3 separate regions of the Sus scrofa genome follow, and all the other regions are linked to region 1. A link is a contact called in public HiChIP or PLAC-seq data. All regions are on one chromosome and are shown on one strand. Each heading gives the region's core, a stretch centred on a gene start, on an enhancer-like site or on the middle of the called end of the contact. The rest is flanking DNA. Distances are from core to core; before and after follow the strand shown. Region 1 overlaps SVIL (supervillin). Region 2 has its middle 100 kb from the start of JCAD. Region 3 has its middle 120 kb from the start of JCAD.

Evidence for each region. HiChIP or PLAC-seq counts read pairs in DNA pulled down with a chosen protein or histone mark.
Region 2: a contact with region 1 is called in an H3K27ac HiChIP or PLAC-seq map of skeletal muscle, with 5 times the contacts expected there. The contact joins two enhancer-like sites. A contact is called at or near these places in 16 of 47 Hi-C or Micro-C datasets (alveolar macrophages, embryonic fibroblasts, epiblast stem cells and 8 more) and 2 of 2 datasets of contacts at active chromatin or transcription factors (alveolar macrophages and skeletal muscle).
Region 3: an H3K27ac HiChIP or PLAC-seq map of skeletal muscle shows a contact between it and region 1. The contact joins two enhancer-like sites. A contact is called at or near these places in 2 of 2 datasets of contacts at active chromatin or transcription factors (alveolar macrophages and skeletal muscle).

The regions. Positions count from the first base shown.
Region 1 is chr10:41,317,299-41,322,395 of Sscrofa11.1, forward strand. The region is part of intron 3 of SVIL (supervillin); the gene reads left to right. Among named protein-coding and RNA genes, the nearest start is that of SVIL, 140 kb to the left of the region's middle. Within about 2 kb of position 2,058, at least 28 of the 83 cell types and tissues checked have an H3K27ac peak or open chromatin away from gene starts, as enhancers often do. A contact at or near this core is called in skeletal muscle, where this site is marked.
Region 2 is chr10:41,008,120-41,013,216 of Sscrofa11.1, forward strand. No RefSeq gene overlaps it. Among named protein-coding and RNA genes, the nearest start is that of JCAD, 100 kb to the left of the region's middle. Within about 2 kb of position 2,417, at least 1 of the 83 cell types and tissues checked has an H3K27ac peak or open chromatin away from gene starts, as enhancers often do. A contact at or near this core is called in skeletal muscle, where this site is marked.
Region 3 is chr10:41,027,092-41,032,188 of Sscrofa11.1, forward strand. No RefSeq gene overlaps it. Among named protein-coding and RNA genes, the nearest start is that of JCAD, 120 kb to the left of the region's middle. Within about 2 kb of position 2,145, at least 12 of the 83 cell types and tissues checked have an H3K27ac peak or open chromatin away from gene starts, as enhancers often do. A contact at or near this core is called in skeletal muscle, where this site is marked.

The DNA.
Region 1 (5,097 bases), core at 808-3,307:
TTAATGCTTCTAGATGTTGAGAACTGGGACTAGGTTAAATCAGTCCTGCAGGAGGAGGTTTAAAGCTCTAGCAGCCTCTTTTAAGCTGAACACAGGGTAAACATGTGCCTGGGTTAAAAATATTCCCATAAAAATAGCCTGATAATGTGCTTGAAAATAATGTGTTCTATTAAAAGGTAGCAAATGAAGATTTAATGCTTAATCACTTTAAAATCACTGTCTGCCCCCCTAATCAAATAGCACATGTAGTCTAATAGTGAAAAAGATGTAACATACATATTGAAAACATTCTTTTCTCTTCTTTTATTTATTTACTTTTCTTATTAGGGCTGCACCCATGGTGTATAAGTTCCCTGGCTAGAGGTCAAATCAGAGCCTAGGCCACAGCCACAGTAACGCCAGATCCAAGCCAGGTTTTCAATCTACACCACAACTCACAGGAATGCTTGATCCTTAACCCACCGAGCCTGGCCAGGGCTTAAACCGGAGCCCTCATGGATACCAGTTGGGTTCTTTACCCGCTGAGCCGCAGTGGGAACTCCCATTCTTTCCTCTTCTGAAGGGGAAAAAAAATCTGATAAAAATCCATCATCTGCTGATGTAATTGGCACAGTTTTAATTTCCAGGGGCAGGAGTGTGTACAGTGGTTCTAGTTCTGCTAAATGGCTCTCGACTAAATATATACCTTCCAAACCAAGTGTCACTTGCTCGTCTAACATAATCAAGTCTATGAATAGATCTCTTGTGTGGAATCTTGTTAGACAGCCCCGCTTAAGCTAGAAATGCCCAGGGGGAGGGTAATTCGGTCCTATCTCTGTCGTTAGGAGGGGGTCACAGGGACTAGAAGGGAGGAATTTTTTTTTTCCTATAATTTTTAGTTTTTCTATTAAGGAATTTTCTTTTATGACATTGCATTTCATTGGAATAAACAAGACAGGCTCAGTCATCACTGCTGAATATTTGAGAAATTAATTTACTCATTTTTTTTCCTGCTTTTGTATCTTTAGTTTGTAATTCCGAATGTCCTGAGGTTTGACCTCTGAACTTTTTGCAGGATGGTTCAGGCCATCCAGGCTTGTGCCTCCAGGAGTCTTAGTGGACAGAGCTCATGACCAGGAGCTAAGCCTCTCTCGCCTTTGCTTTTCCTGGCCATGTCCTTGGTGGAAGGGCTAATTCAGAATCAAAGAGCAGAGTTCCCATTGTGGCTCAGCAGTTAACAAACCCAGCTAGCATCCATGAGGATGCAGGTTCGATCCCTAGCCTCACTCATTGGGTTAAGGCTCCAGCATTGCCATGAGCTGTGGTTTAGGTTGCAGATGTGGCTCAGATCCTGCGTTGTTGTGGTGTAGGCCAGCAGCTGTAGCTCTGATTGGACCCCTAGCCTGGGAACCTCCATATGCCGTGGGTGCAGCCCTAAAAAGACCAAAAAAAAAAAAAAAAAAAAAAAAAACACCAGAATCAGAGAGCCACAAGGTTGACAGTGGAAGGATGAAGGGACTAATAGTGCTCCTGGGCCCTCTCACTGGGCCTTAAATAATGGGAATAAATCACAAAAGCTGGAGTTTCCATTGTGGCTCAGCGGGTTAAGAACCTGACTAGAATCTACGAGGACGTGAGTTCGATCCCTAGCCACACTCAATGGGTTAAAGATCTGGCGTGGCCGTGAGCTGCAGTGTAGGTTGCAGACACAGCCCAGATCCCCAGTTGCTGTGGCTGTGGCGGAGGCCAGCAGCTGTGGCTCTGATTTGACCCCTAGCGGCCCTAAAAGAAAAAAAAACCTAAAAAATAAAAAAGGTTGTTCCGGCACCTGACCCAGTGACTCTCCTTTAAGGACCCAGGACATGCAATCTCTCTGGAGAGGGTCTGTTGCTATTTTTGAAGTGGGGGCCTCTGGAGGAGTCAGGGTGCAGGCTGAATAGGCTGCTCCACAGACTGATGGTGTGCGGTCTTTGTCGGAGCCTGGAAGGGCCTGGAGCAAAGAACTTTCCCTTGTATGGCCTCTTGCTCCAGGCCACAGCCCAAGTGAAGTTCCTTTAACCCAGAAAGCTGATCCCCAGGCTGGAGTCTGGCAGGCTCAGCTGGAGGAGGTTTCTATTATTATGTCAATGGCCCAACTGTGCAGCCTTTTAAGAGCTTTGGCAGCAGCTAACCCTTTGTCTGCCAAAAGGTAGGCTCTGGCTTTGCTCGCGAGCCCCCCCAGTTTGTACGGTGAACAGTAGGTGACCCAGAAGCCAGCCAGCCAGTCAGCTTGCACATGGCCTTATTAGGCAGACCAGCAGGCAGGCTGAGAAGGCTGGCGCCTGGGGACAGGCCAGCAGAGAGGGTGGCCATGGGCTTGCATTCTGTAAGGAGCCTGGAGCCCAAACCCTGGAGAGGTGGCCTAGTACCGCTCAATTAATTCGAGTGCCCTGTGGTGCTTGAATATGCATTGTCCTTGGCAGTCACTGGGTGGAAAGTGGGAGGTGACATCCCAAAGAACAGAGGGGCATAGCTCATGTATTTTCCTAGGGCTCTGCTCACTGTGTAACCTGTGCTGTCAAGTCCTGTATCAGGACTTATTATTATGGACTTAATCAGGAACTGCTGACTCTTTTCCATTTAGTCCAGGATGTTTTCGAGACGCAGAATCCCTTATTTTTCAGTGGCCACACCCTCAGCATCTGAAAGTTCCCGAGATTGAATCCAAGCTACAGCTGCAACCTATTCCACAGGTGCAGCAATGCCAGAGGCATGTAAGCCACCGCCCAGGCCGGGGATCAAACCCATGGCTCTGCAGGGACCTGAGCTGCTGCCGCTGAATTCCAAACCTTTGGTAGAACAGTGGGAACTCCCCCTCCCCCCCTTTTTTTAAAGTGTGGTTGATTTACGATGTGATAATTTCTACTGTACGGCAAAGTGACTCAGATATGGAGAGGTGTGTGTGTGTGTGTACACACACGCACATCCTTTTTCAATTTTGTTTTATCTCACGATACTGAATATAGTTCCCTGGGCTGTACAGTAGGACCTTGTGGTTGATCCATTCTATATATGATAGTTTGCATCTGCAAACCGCAAACTTCCTGTCCACCCCACCCCCCATCCACTCCCGTTTGGCAACTGCAAGTCTATTCTCCATGTCCATATAGAGACTTGATCGAGTTTTATAGTGAAGCCTTTCTAGGGGGTGAGGTCATACGTGGAGAACCATCGCTGGGCAGTAATGTGGGACAGCACAAAGAACAGTCCTAGGAGCCGGGGGACCCGGGTTTGAGGGCTGTCACAAGTGGACAGATGATGTCGCGATGCAGGTTAGACGGAACGTGCTCTAGAATGACCTCTCCCTGTACATTTCTCTTCCAAAATGACATTCCTTACTCCTCTCTGTTCTCTTTGACAGTAAGGTTGAAGGAGTAGGGTTGGATAAGAGCCACAGCTTTGCACCCAAGGGAAATAGCTACTTGATTGATTTTTTTTTTTTTTTTGCTTTTCAGGACCACACTTGTGGCATATGGAGGTTCCCAGGCTAGGGGTCTAATCGGAGCTGTAGCCACCAGCCTACACCAGAGCCACAGCAATGCGGGATCTGAGCTGTGTCTGTGACCTACACCACAGCTCATGACAACACTGGATCCTTAACTCACTGAGTGAGACCAGGGATTGAACTCGCATCCTCATGGATACCAGTCGGGTTCGCTTCTGCTGAGCCACAATGGGAAGGAACTCCCTCGACTGAACCTTTGAAGCTGAATCCATCTTTTCTCTTTTGGGTGTTTTCCAAAGCTTGATGTGGTAACGAGAAACTGGGAAAAACAGCACTTGTTGATACTGAAATTTCTGTCCAGACATCTCATGTTATTAAAACAAAGCAGTTATGGCTCCTGACGCAGAGTAAAAGGTTCCCAGTCATTCCTTCCCCGCCCCTTCCCCTTTGGTAACCATAGGTTTCCTTTCAAAGTCTGTGAGTCTGTTTCTATTCTGCAAATAAATTCATTTGTGTCCTTTTTTAAGATTCCACATATAAGGGATAGCATGTGGTATTTGCCTTTCTCTTTCTGACCTACTTTACTTCATATGAAAATCTCTATTTGCATCCATGTTGCTGCAAATGGCATTATTTTGTTATTTTTTATGGCTGAGTCGTATTCCATTGTGTATATGGACCATAGCTTACCTGTCCATCTGTCAGTGGACATTTAGATTGTGTGCTATTGTGAATAGTGCATGAACATAGGGGTGCATGTGTCCTTTCCAATTATAGTTTTGTCCAGATATATGCCCAGGAGTGGGATTGCTGTATCCTGTGGTAGTTCAATTTTTCATTTTCTGAGGAACCCCTGTACTGGTTTCCATAGTGGTTGTACCAGTTTTCATCCCCACCAACATGGTAGGAGGGGAACCTGTTTTTTGAGGTCTCTTGGGTACAAGGTACCATAACCTTTAGGACATTGGGAGTAACCAGGAATGACATTGGGAGTGGCAGGTCAAACTTTTCTTGGGTTTTCACACAGATTATTGTTGTTGAGGTGGCCATGGTTGTTACTGTTATTAAGATGTCTTTCTGGGGACAAGGAAGCCCAGATGTTATTTTCCTCAGAGCACCTGCCTTCAAATAAGTCAAGTTTAACTCTGGAAGAGTGAGGAGCCATCAGGTATTAGCAATGATTGAACATATTTATTCACCTGCCTTTTGGATTTTTCCACTCTTAAAAAATTCTCCTATCTGATGAGCCCGTATTGCCTAGCTCTGTGATCATGTGAAAACCATCAACTAGTGAGTTTTGGATGATTGACGTTCTTCACCCTCCCTGGATAAGTGTAATTGTGTCCACTCCCTTCCCGTCGATGGGGTTCCCCCTCACTGAGGGGGGCTTGGGTCCTTGCATGTCTAAAGAAACGGCATTCTGCACCTTATGATGGTCTAGGATCCAGCTTCAGATTTTACACAGTAAACACCTAGGAGTGTATTGATTTATTAAATCATTGTTTAAGGACCCTTGTGTGTAGGTGCTCTGAATGGGTCATAAATATTCGCGTGTCTCTCCAACCTGGAAGGAGCACTGGACCATGTGCGGGTCAGCATCTATTTTTGTCCCCTTCTCCCCTCAGGAGATCTGT
Region 2 (5,097 bases), core at 1,167-3,666, 310 kb before region 1:
GTCAGTAGGAGGGCTGATTTTGTTCCTGTGTCCAACCCAACAGGGTATTGGACCAAAGACCCAGGTTTTTTGTTTTTTGTTTTTCTCTGTTATTTTCCATTGGCCTTTGGTTAATGCAGTGAGCTCCAAGTGACTGTCAGAGATGGAAGAGGAAGAGGTTGGGAAGATGATTCCTTTAGAAATTCTCCAGGGAGGTAGGAAAAATGTCAGTCTGGCCATTTTTGGCCTTCTCACTGCCCTACCCCCCACCTCAGCCTCCAACCAGGAGCATCCCAAGTGTTTCTAGGGAAATTCTAACCTGCCATCAGTGAGAAATGCTTCCTCTCTCCTCCCAGGTAACCCAGACCTTTGGCTGGATGGCCATCTCTTCCCCCAGGCATGGTGTTTGGGGAATGATAGATCCCTGTCCTCACACAGGGTTTGGTCCAAAGTCAAGGAACGCGTGGAAAGTTCAAGGAGATCAAGCATAACACAGAGAGATTATGAAACACACATGAATCCTTTCTGGAAAGAAGATTCACCACTTTTATTCTGTCTGGTGCTAGAGGTCCCATCTAGTGCAATAAGGCAAGAAAAATAAACGGATAAATGAATAGCAAATGTATAAGAAATAATGCTGTGACTACTGACAGGTGCTACAGTTTTGAACAAAGACATTAAACTGTGGGAATTAATAAGTGAATCTGGGAGTTCCCATCGTGGCTCAGTGGTTAACAAATCCCACTAGGAATCATGAGGTTTCGGGTTCGATCCCTGACCTCGCTTGGTGGGTTAATGATCCAGCATTGCCGTGAGCTGTGGTGTAGGTCTCAGATGCAGCTCAGATTCTGAATTGCTGTGGCTGTGGCGTAGGCTGGCAGCTACAGCTCTGATTAGACACCTAGCCTGGGAACCTCCATATGCCGAGAAAAGACCAAAAAAAAAGTGAATCTTTCATGGATTCAAGGTCAATTTTAAAAAATGCAATTGTCATTATAGCAACTAAAAATTAGAAAATTCAATTTAAAATGTCATTTACATAGGATTAAAAGGCAAATATCTAGGAACCAAAGGTGCTCAGTAACTCTACACTGACAACTGTAAAATATTTAGAGAAATTCAAGAAAACTTAAATAAATATTCTTATGTTCCTACTTTGGAAGGTTGACTATCATAAAGATTTTAAGGGTTCCCATTTTGGCAAAGGGGAAACAAATCCAACTAGTATCTCTGAGGACACAGTTTCCATCTCTGGAAGTTTCAGTCAGCCGGTCAAGGATCTGTTGTTGCCATGAGCTGTGGTGTAGGTTGCAGACTGGGCTTGGATCCTGCATTGCTGTGGCTGTGGTGAAGGCCAGCAGCTGTAGCTCTGATTCAACCCCTAGCCTGGGAACCTCCATATGCTGTGAGTGTGGCCCTAAAAAGCAAAAAAAAAAAAAAAAAAAAAAAAGAAGTGAACACTCACGAAGCCTGTGACCCAGTCATTCCACTCTTCGGTATATTCTCAATATATCCAGCTAAAGACATGTGGAAAAACAGCCCCAAGCTAGAAACAACACTGATAACTACATTATAGCCTATGCATACAACGAAAAATAACACACCTGATGTAAGATGAAAAGGAACACACTGTATCCTGTGACAACATGAATGAATCTCACAAACAACATTACATGATAGATCCCAGACCCAAAGAGGACATATTTCACAATTTCATTTGTAGGAAGTTCAACAACAGGCAAAGTTAATCAATAGTGGCAGAAGTCAAGAGGGGGCTTACTATGGGGAGAGAGCTAGTAAGTGTGGAATTTCTGGGGTTCTGGAAATGCACCTGGTCTAGATCTGGCAGTGGCTACAGAGGTATTACATACATAACACATGCCAGGCTGTGCTCTTAAGCATAGGGTCCTCTACACACTTGGCTATGAGGCATGCGCTGCCTCAATTTAAGAGACTGACTCATTCAGAGTTTCCATTGTGGTGCAGCAGAAACAAATCCGACTAGGAGCCATGAAGATGCAGGTTCAATCCCCGGCCTTGCTCAGTGGGTTAAGGATCCGGCGTTGCTGTGAGCTGTGGTGTAGGTCGAAGATGCAGCTTGGATCTGGCATTGCTGTGGCTGAGGCATAGACTGGCAGCTGTAGCTCCAATTAGACCCCTAGCATGGGAACCTCCATGTGCTTCGAGTGCAGCAGCAATTCCCCCCCCCCCCCCACAATATAGAGATTGACTCATTAAGTAAACTCATAGGTTAAAAAAACACTTCACCAACGTATTCTTTGTGGAAGTGATATGGGGGGTATGTGGGGATGCAGGGGGACTCCTTTATGGATCTACAAGTTAAAATACCTGATCTTTTATAGCCATACACACAACCTCCCCCTCTGCCTCTCCTTGAGGGAAGGGAAAAATGCCTGGTGATGACTTAAAATTGCTCTGCTAACCAAAAACTGCAACTGACAATATCCAGAGTTATTTCTGGGGGAAACCGATACTCTCATACACAGCTGGTGAGACTATAAATTGGAGGACAATTTGGCAGTTCCCCTTCACAGCTTTTAAGATGCATAACTAACTTTCTTTCTTCTTTTTCTTTCTTTCTTTCTTTCTTTCTTTCTTTCTTTCTTTCTTTCTTTCTTTCTTTCTTTCTTTCTTTCTTTCTTTCTTTCTTTCTTTCTTTCTTTCTCTCTTCTTAGGGCCACACCTTCAGCATATGGAAGCTCCCAGACTAGGAGTCGAATTGGAGGTGTAGCTGCCGGCCTACACCACAGCCACAGCCACAGCCACACAGGATCCAAACCACATCTGTGACCTCAAAGAATTAGTATGAAATAGAGTCCAAAATGTCCCATTTATGATGTTTACATTGATCACACATGAAAATAGTATTCTAGAAAAAACTGCATCAAATAAGATCCATTGAGAATTAAGTACACCCATTTCTTGCTACTTTTTAAATGTCAGTACTAGGAAATCTTATCATGTTCCTGTCAGTATCATATTCCTATTGGAGAGCATCGCCCTAAAGGAAGGTTCTATTGGAAAAGTAGCTGATAAAATGGATCTGGGAATGGTCTGGGCTTTGGCACATTTTGCTGGCACTGGGTCCTGGCCATCCAGGGTTCCTGCTAAGGTGTGCCTTCCAAGCATAATCCAGGTCAGGCCTAAAATCCCTTCCCTCTGACATCATCTCATTTTTTTTTTTCAGGCCTTTGCTCTGTGCCAGGAGACAGCCACCTGACCTGCTAAGCTGATGGATTAATGAGTTCTTTCTTTCGATGTCCCAGCTCTGCAATCCCACATGGCCTTCTGATGTATCTGGTGGTTCACCCTTCATTCGTTCAACAAATACCCATTGATGACTAGCTGTGGGCCAAATACACAGTTAGTCCCCCAGGCCAGAGACATCCATGTCTTCAGAGAGGCAGAGACAGAGACAGAGAGACACGCAGAGAGAATTTCAGTCATTTCAGTGCAGTGAGCAGATTCTAGAGTAGCAGAGTAGAGGGATCTATAAATACGTGGATTTGGAATCAAGGACGATGAAATGGTTTGATGCTTGGGGAGGCCCAGGGAGGCTTCTCAGAGGAGCAGAGTGTTTGGGAAGCATTTTGGATGGTGAGCAAGTGCTCTCCAGGAGAAATGATGACAGAAGCTGCTACACAAAGGAACAGTGTACAGGGAGGCACAGAGCATGGGATGTCATTGGTGGGTGGAAAATTCACGTCCCTCTAAATCCAAGTAGGACACTCTTCATCTATGGGCTTATCTAAAAGAATTCTCCCAACTCGTGCTTTCAGATACTAGAACCACTACCTCGGTGACATGTGCCCTTCCTACTTCTTTGCATCCTGATCCGCATAGGGTCAGTTTGTGAGACTTGTATGAGTTACAAGCTTGACATTGTCCAAGGGCAGGAGAACCCTGAGCAATTTCACCTGCTCAGCCCAGATGTGAGTAAGACACTTGAGAGGTTGGCATGTTTCCAGTTATTAATTAATAGAGATAGATGCACAAAGGGAAATGAAAAGTCCTGTTCTTTGGGGGGATCCTAACAGGGATGGAAAAGGATTCACCTCTCTTGGTTTCCTTAGATTCACAATTTGAGGGGAATCGTATATTAATCCCACCCCCTTGCTGCCTCCTGAGCTCATTTGAATGAAATATTCCCCCAGCACACAGCCCTGCCTTCACAAATGCTGGCTGCTGGGATTTTCTCTCTCCCCTGGAGAGCCATTTGCTTCCTTGCACATGTGGGGCTGAACTTTGCTTCTCCCCTTTCATTCTGCTTAGTAAGCAGACTCTGAATAGGGACACCTGCATCCTATTCATTCTGCAACCTGAGCCAAGGGGTAGAGAAGCTGGTGTGAGGGGCTGAGGGAGGGAGCAGCAGGGCCTCTCGTCCTCCATCCTATCAAAGGAGGCAGTGGGGAGGTTTCAGAGACAGCATCACAGGCCAATAGATAGTGATGCTTCTGGTTGACTGATCAACACACATTCAAGCTGTCACCCATGGATGGTCAGCCTGTCTGTAGCCCCTGTTTCCTTGCTACTTCCCTTTTCATTAAACACACATTTAACTCTTTCTTGGGGCCCTAATAAGACAGACAGTGGAACAGAGGACCAAACAGAAATGTACTGCTTCCTTCCCCAATGATTTAGCACTTTGAACATTTCCATCTTAAAAACATTTACATACCACTTGTAAAGACAGTGGTTATTCTTAAATAAACTCACTTCTAATTTGAAGATAGAATCATCAACATTGACACTAAATATCCCTGTCATCACTATTAGTGGTCACAGTTTCCATGTAGGCACATAAACATTTGCCAGATAAGTGTGTACCATGGCCCCACCATTTCTGGTATTTCAAAATGCTGTGGCTGGGAGCTCCTTGACAGAATGAATATGAATGGTGATTCATAGCACCCTCATCATATTTGTTTTGCTATGAGTGGACATTTAGGTCACATTTTCCATTCGTTTCTCAAGCTGGCCGTGAGCAGTGAGGTCTCAGATGAGCTTGCCTGGGGTGATGACTTGCCATCTAGCCATATGCCAAGTGTTTTGTAGACACCCCATTAATTTACACCTTTTCAGGTGGTTAGCTTATAG
Region 3 (5,097 bases), core at 895-3,394, 290 kb before region 1:
GTGGGGACATCAGGTGGGCTCTGATAAATTCAACAACAGTTGAATATAAATACATATAGGTATTTATATATACACACCATACCACCACTGAATATAACATACTCCTATTTATTATAATATGAATTTGTATGAATTTATGTATTATATTTCAATTATATTATATTTATTATTAATTTATTGTAATATGAAATGTATATTTAGAAGTTATTTATATTATAATTTATTATAAATACATACTTAAATAATTATAATTTATTATAATTATACATATATACTTACTGTATGGTTATAATTTATTATAATTATATATAGATAATTATAAATATAATAATTATTCCTATTAAAGACAAGTGTTTGGCTGTCCCCTCTAAAAATGTATACTATGGTCTTGATCACCATGGACGGAATTGAGGCAAATATTCTACGGGTAGCTGGTTTCTCAGGAATTTGATGGGCTGGTGACAGATAGCTGCGTGGAGGATAATGTTAGATCAGGGCTGAACAGCCTGTCCACGCTCTGCCTATGTTTTAAATAAAGTGGACAAAGGTTTGTAAAAAGGAATCTGGAGGCTCTGGTTTCTCTTGGGCCACCACGCCTCATTCCCAGGATCTCAGCGAAAGGAGGAGACAAAGAGGCCTGAGGGACCGAGCCCGAGTCCCAGGATGCCCGCTGGCCCTCCAGCGGCGCCCTGTCTGTCACCCGAGAGCAGACACAGCTGCAGAGTCCCAGGACTTGGCCGCACCCACCGAGGGTTTGTGACCCAGCATTCGTCTAGATGGGGTTCCGATCCGCTCCTGGAAAACAGAGTCACAGCCCCGATTCGTACTCTCTACACAAAGGGCCACAGAAGGCGAGGCTTTGTTCCTGCACCACAAACTCACTGCGACCTCAGCGATGGGAAAAGCCACACAGGTCTCATCTCTTACATGCTCATCCTTTTGATATACCGATTGGCTGGTGGCCAAGTTCCTTTGCACTCATCACCTTTCAGTATGTTCATCTGCTAACAGTACTCAGGAAAGGGGGGCTTCAGACCCACATTTCTAAGAGAAAGAAGGAAAAGAAAAGGCCATCATGCTATAGCAAGCAGACCAAGGGCTGATGAAACTTCAGCATATAAACCTAAGCCAATAGACTTCCGTGCTCCAGAAAACAAACAAGATCCACAGAACCTCAGTTTACTTATCTCTGCAGGCGGAAGGATGGCACTTCCCAGCCCCTCAGGGAAGAAATTGATAAAGATGTCATATCTGGGAGATGAATGAGAAAAAAATTTGGAAGGGGCTGAGAGTTGAGATGTAGTATTAAGATATCGTGAAATGTGGAGTTCCCATTGTGGTGCAGGGGAAACAAATCCGACTAAGAACCATGAGGTTGCGGGTTCAATCCCTGGCTTCGCTCAGTGGATTAAGGATCCGGCGTTGCTGTGAGCTGTGGTGTAGATCTCAGACATGGCTCAGATCTGGTGTTGCTGTGGCTGTGGCTGTGGCCGGCAACTATAGCTCCGATCAGACTCCTAGCCTGGGAACCTCCATGTGCCGCAGGTGTGGCCCTAAAAAGACAAAAAGGCAAAAAAAAAAAAAAAAAAAAAAAAAAAAAGATATAGTGATGTGTTTCCGTTAATATCAATCTTATGGAGTTCCCGTTATGGCTCAGCATTAACAAACCCAACCAGTATCCATGAGGATCTGGGTTCAATCCCTGGCCTCGCTCAGTGGGCTAAGGATCTGGCATTGCCATGAGCTGTGGTGTAGGTCACAGACAAGCCCAGATCCTGCATTGCTTTGGCTGTGGTGTAGGCCAGCAGCTACGGCTCTGATTCAACCCCTAGCCTCAGAATCTCCATATGCCACATGTTTGGCCCTAAAAAGAAAGAAAGTAAGTAAGAAGGAAAGAAAGCGAAAACCACAAACCATGTCAAATATTCTATCTCCATATCTTAAACTGGACATACACTTCAGCCGAGTTTTTCTGCAGAACAACGTTTCATGGAGGGGGCAGGGGTGAGTGCATTTCACGAGTGGGGCAAAGGCTTAATAGTATGCTTCATAAACAAAGGTCAAAGGTCTAGGAGAGATTTTGGTGAGATCAGCCGATGTGCTTTGCTCTGCTTGAACCTGGAACTAGCTGAGGTCTCAAATTTCATAAGGGAAACTCTGCCCAGCAACAAGGTTTATTACGGGTCATTTAGAAACTGGTCTTCTAGCCCCAGGCATAGGGCTGTTGCTTGAAACTGCTCTAAAAACCACAGGGAACATTTTCCCAGTGAATCACAATCTGTCTGGGAGGCAAGAGGAATCTGTCAAATGTACCCCCATTTTTTTTCTTGGACCGTTTGGACAATTCAGAGAACAAGCCACGGTGGCCACAGTCCATGTTTTGTTTTGTTTCCAGGTCTAAGGAGGAGTTTGTGATTTAAATGTGATGGAGGCAGGGAGTGACTCTCGGCCAAGGTACCTGAACAGGGAACAGACTGCGGCTAACAGACCTGGGATGCATTTTCTGAGGGATTTTTTCCAAGATTCGTGGACCCCATGTCCAAATCCAGCTCAGATGAGAAACACCCACATTCCTTTGGCCCGCGTGGTGCCTGGATTCCTTCTACCAGCGCCAGAGGAAGAGGATCATTAGCCCAGAAGAACCTCTCAGGTTGACCCTCCAAACAGCCAGAGGTGGATTTCCCACTGTGGCGCAGCAGGTTAAGAACCTGACTGCAGCTGGGGCTGCTGCGGGAGGCACAGGTTGGATCCCTGGCCCAGGACCTTCCATATGCCGTGGTGCGACCATAAAAATTAAAACAGGAGTTCCCGTCGTGGCTCCGTGGTTAACGACCCAGGTCAGCATCCATGAGGATGGGCGCTTGATCCCTGGCCTTGCTCAGCGGGTTAAGGATCTGGCATTGCCGTGAGCTGTGGTGTAGCTCGCAGACAGGCTTGGATCCTGTGTTGCTGTGGCTGTGGTATAGGCCGGCGGCTGCAGTTCTGATTTGACCTCTAGCCTGGGAACCTCCATATGCCGTGGGTGCAGCCCTAGAAAGACCAAAAAAAAGAAAAAAAAAAAAAAAAAAGAAAGAAAAAGAAAAGGCAAAAAAATAAAAACAGTAATAAATAGATAAATGTTAAGCTTAAAAAACAAATCAAAAACAGCCAGGGGCGAGGAACTGTGAACAGACGCTTCTTTTGGAAAGCTCCCACTCTGGCGGCCACATGGTGGCCAGTGGAATTGTGTTCCTCACACCTCATCAAAGCCAGACCAAGCCCAGCCCATTCAGACCCCGTCTACTGTTCCCAGAGCTGCCTGGGCTGGTTTCCTTTGGCCCAACCCGAGAAACCTAAACAGCAGTTCTGCACGTAGAATTTCCCAGGAGGGGAAAGCTACTGTCTTCCAACTGGAGAGAAATCAGTGCACAGAAAACCCACTAGGGGAGCTGACGTTGTGGCTCAGTGGGTTAAAAACCCGACCTAGTGTCTCCGTGACGATGGCTTTGACATTGCTCAGGCTGCAGCCGCAGGAGGAAGAAGCAGAGAGGGCAGGCTGTTCCCCTCGAGGGCCTTGTGAAACACGGGCTCAGGTCACCTCCCTCAAATAGGCCCGTGAATCATGCTGGCCGCCTCCTGGGCACGGACGAGGTGGCAACAGCTGGTGTCCCCTCGGTGGGGCAACCCGGGTGGCAGAAGCCAGGCTTCTTTCTTGGGCTGGCTCGACTGGCCTCCATCAGGTGGGTTCCTGGTTTGCTCACAAGAAGATTCCTCAGACTGACAGTTAGCAATGAAAACTTGGGGTGTGGACCCCCTGACTCCATCAGGTGGCTTTCGGGGCAGTCTTTTACTGAGCATTGTAGGTAAGAACCAAGCTCTTCTGCCTTTCATAATCAGGGCTCCGGCATAGCTATGCTTGTGCTGGAACATTCTGTCCCACGCCAAAAAACTCCTTCACCTCAGCACGGTGACTTTTGCTCAACAGAGGGATTTTGCTGCCCTATTCTAGGAACACGACTTAATTCTACATGCCCCTACAGAGTCATGCTCCTTGGAAGGTTGACAGTCAGTAAGCCCTTCCCAGGCAAAAGAATGCGAGCTGCAGGTTCGCCCAAACTGCCATAGTGTTTGCAAAGCAAGACATTTCTATTTTGTAAATAAGTTCATCTGTATCATTTTAAAAATTAGATTCCACATAGAAGTTCCCATTGTGGCTCAGCAGAAACGAAGCCAACTAGTATCCATGAGAATGAGGGTTCGATCCCTAGCCTCACTCGGTGGGTTAAGGATCTGGCATTGCCATGAGCTGTGGGATAGTTCTCAGACAGAGCTCAGATCCCGTATTGCTGTGGTCGTGGTGTAGGCTGGCAGCTGCAGCTCCCATTCGACCCCTGGCCTGGGGACTTCCATATGCCTTAAGTGCAGCCCTAAAAAAAGAAAAAAAGAAAAGAATTTGATTCCACATAGAAGTGATATCACATGACATGTGTTCTGTCTGACTGATCTCACTTGGTCTGATCATCTGGAGGAAAAGAATCAGGAAAAGAATGGCTAAGTGCATATGGAGAACTGACTCACTTGGCTAACACCTGAAACTAACACAACAGTGTAAGCTAATTAGACTCCGAAAAAATTTTTTTTTAAAAGAAAAACATTTCCATCTCTGACCCTCACTGGGGATCCCTGGTCTTGTTGATAAGGAGGCCGAAGCCCATGTTCCAATTTTACTTGTACGTTTTTTCCCCTATGACTACCCATGTAGCAGAATTTTCTGGACAACTTTAGAGAATGTGAAAGACCTCACAACACCGCCATGCTTCAGCAGGAACACACCTGAGGGTGTGAGATAGACTGCGGCCTATCTATTTTTTTGGTTTGGTTTTGGTTTGGTTTGGATTTTTTGGCTACACCTGTGGCATATGGAAGTTCCTGGGCTGGGGGTCAAATTGGAGCTGCAGCCGAAGCCTATGCCATAGCCACAGCAACACCAGATCTGAGCCACATCTGTGACCTATGCCACAGCTTGCCGCAATGCCCGATTCTTAACCCACTGAGTGAGGCTGGGGATCGAACCTGCAACCTCACAGACACTATGTTGGGTTCTTAACCCCCTGAGCC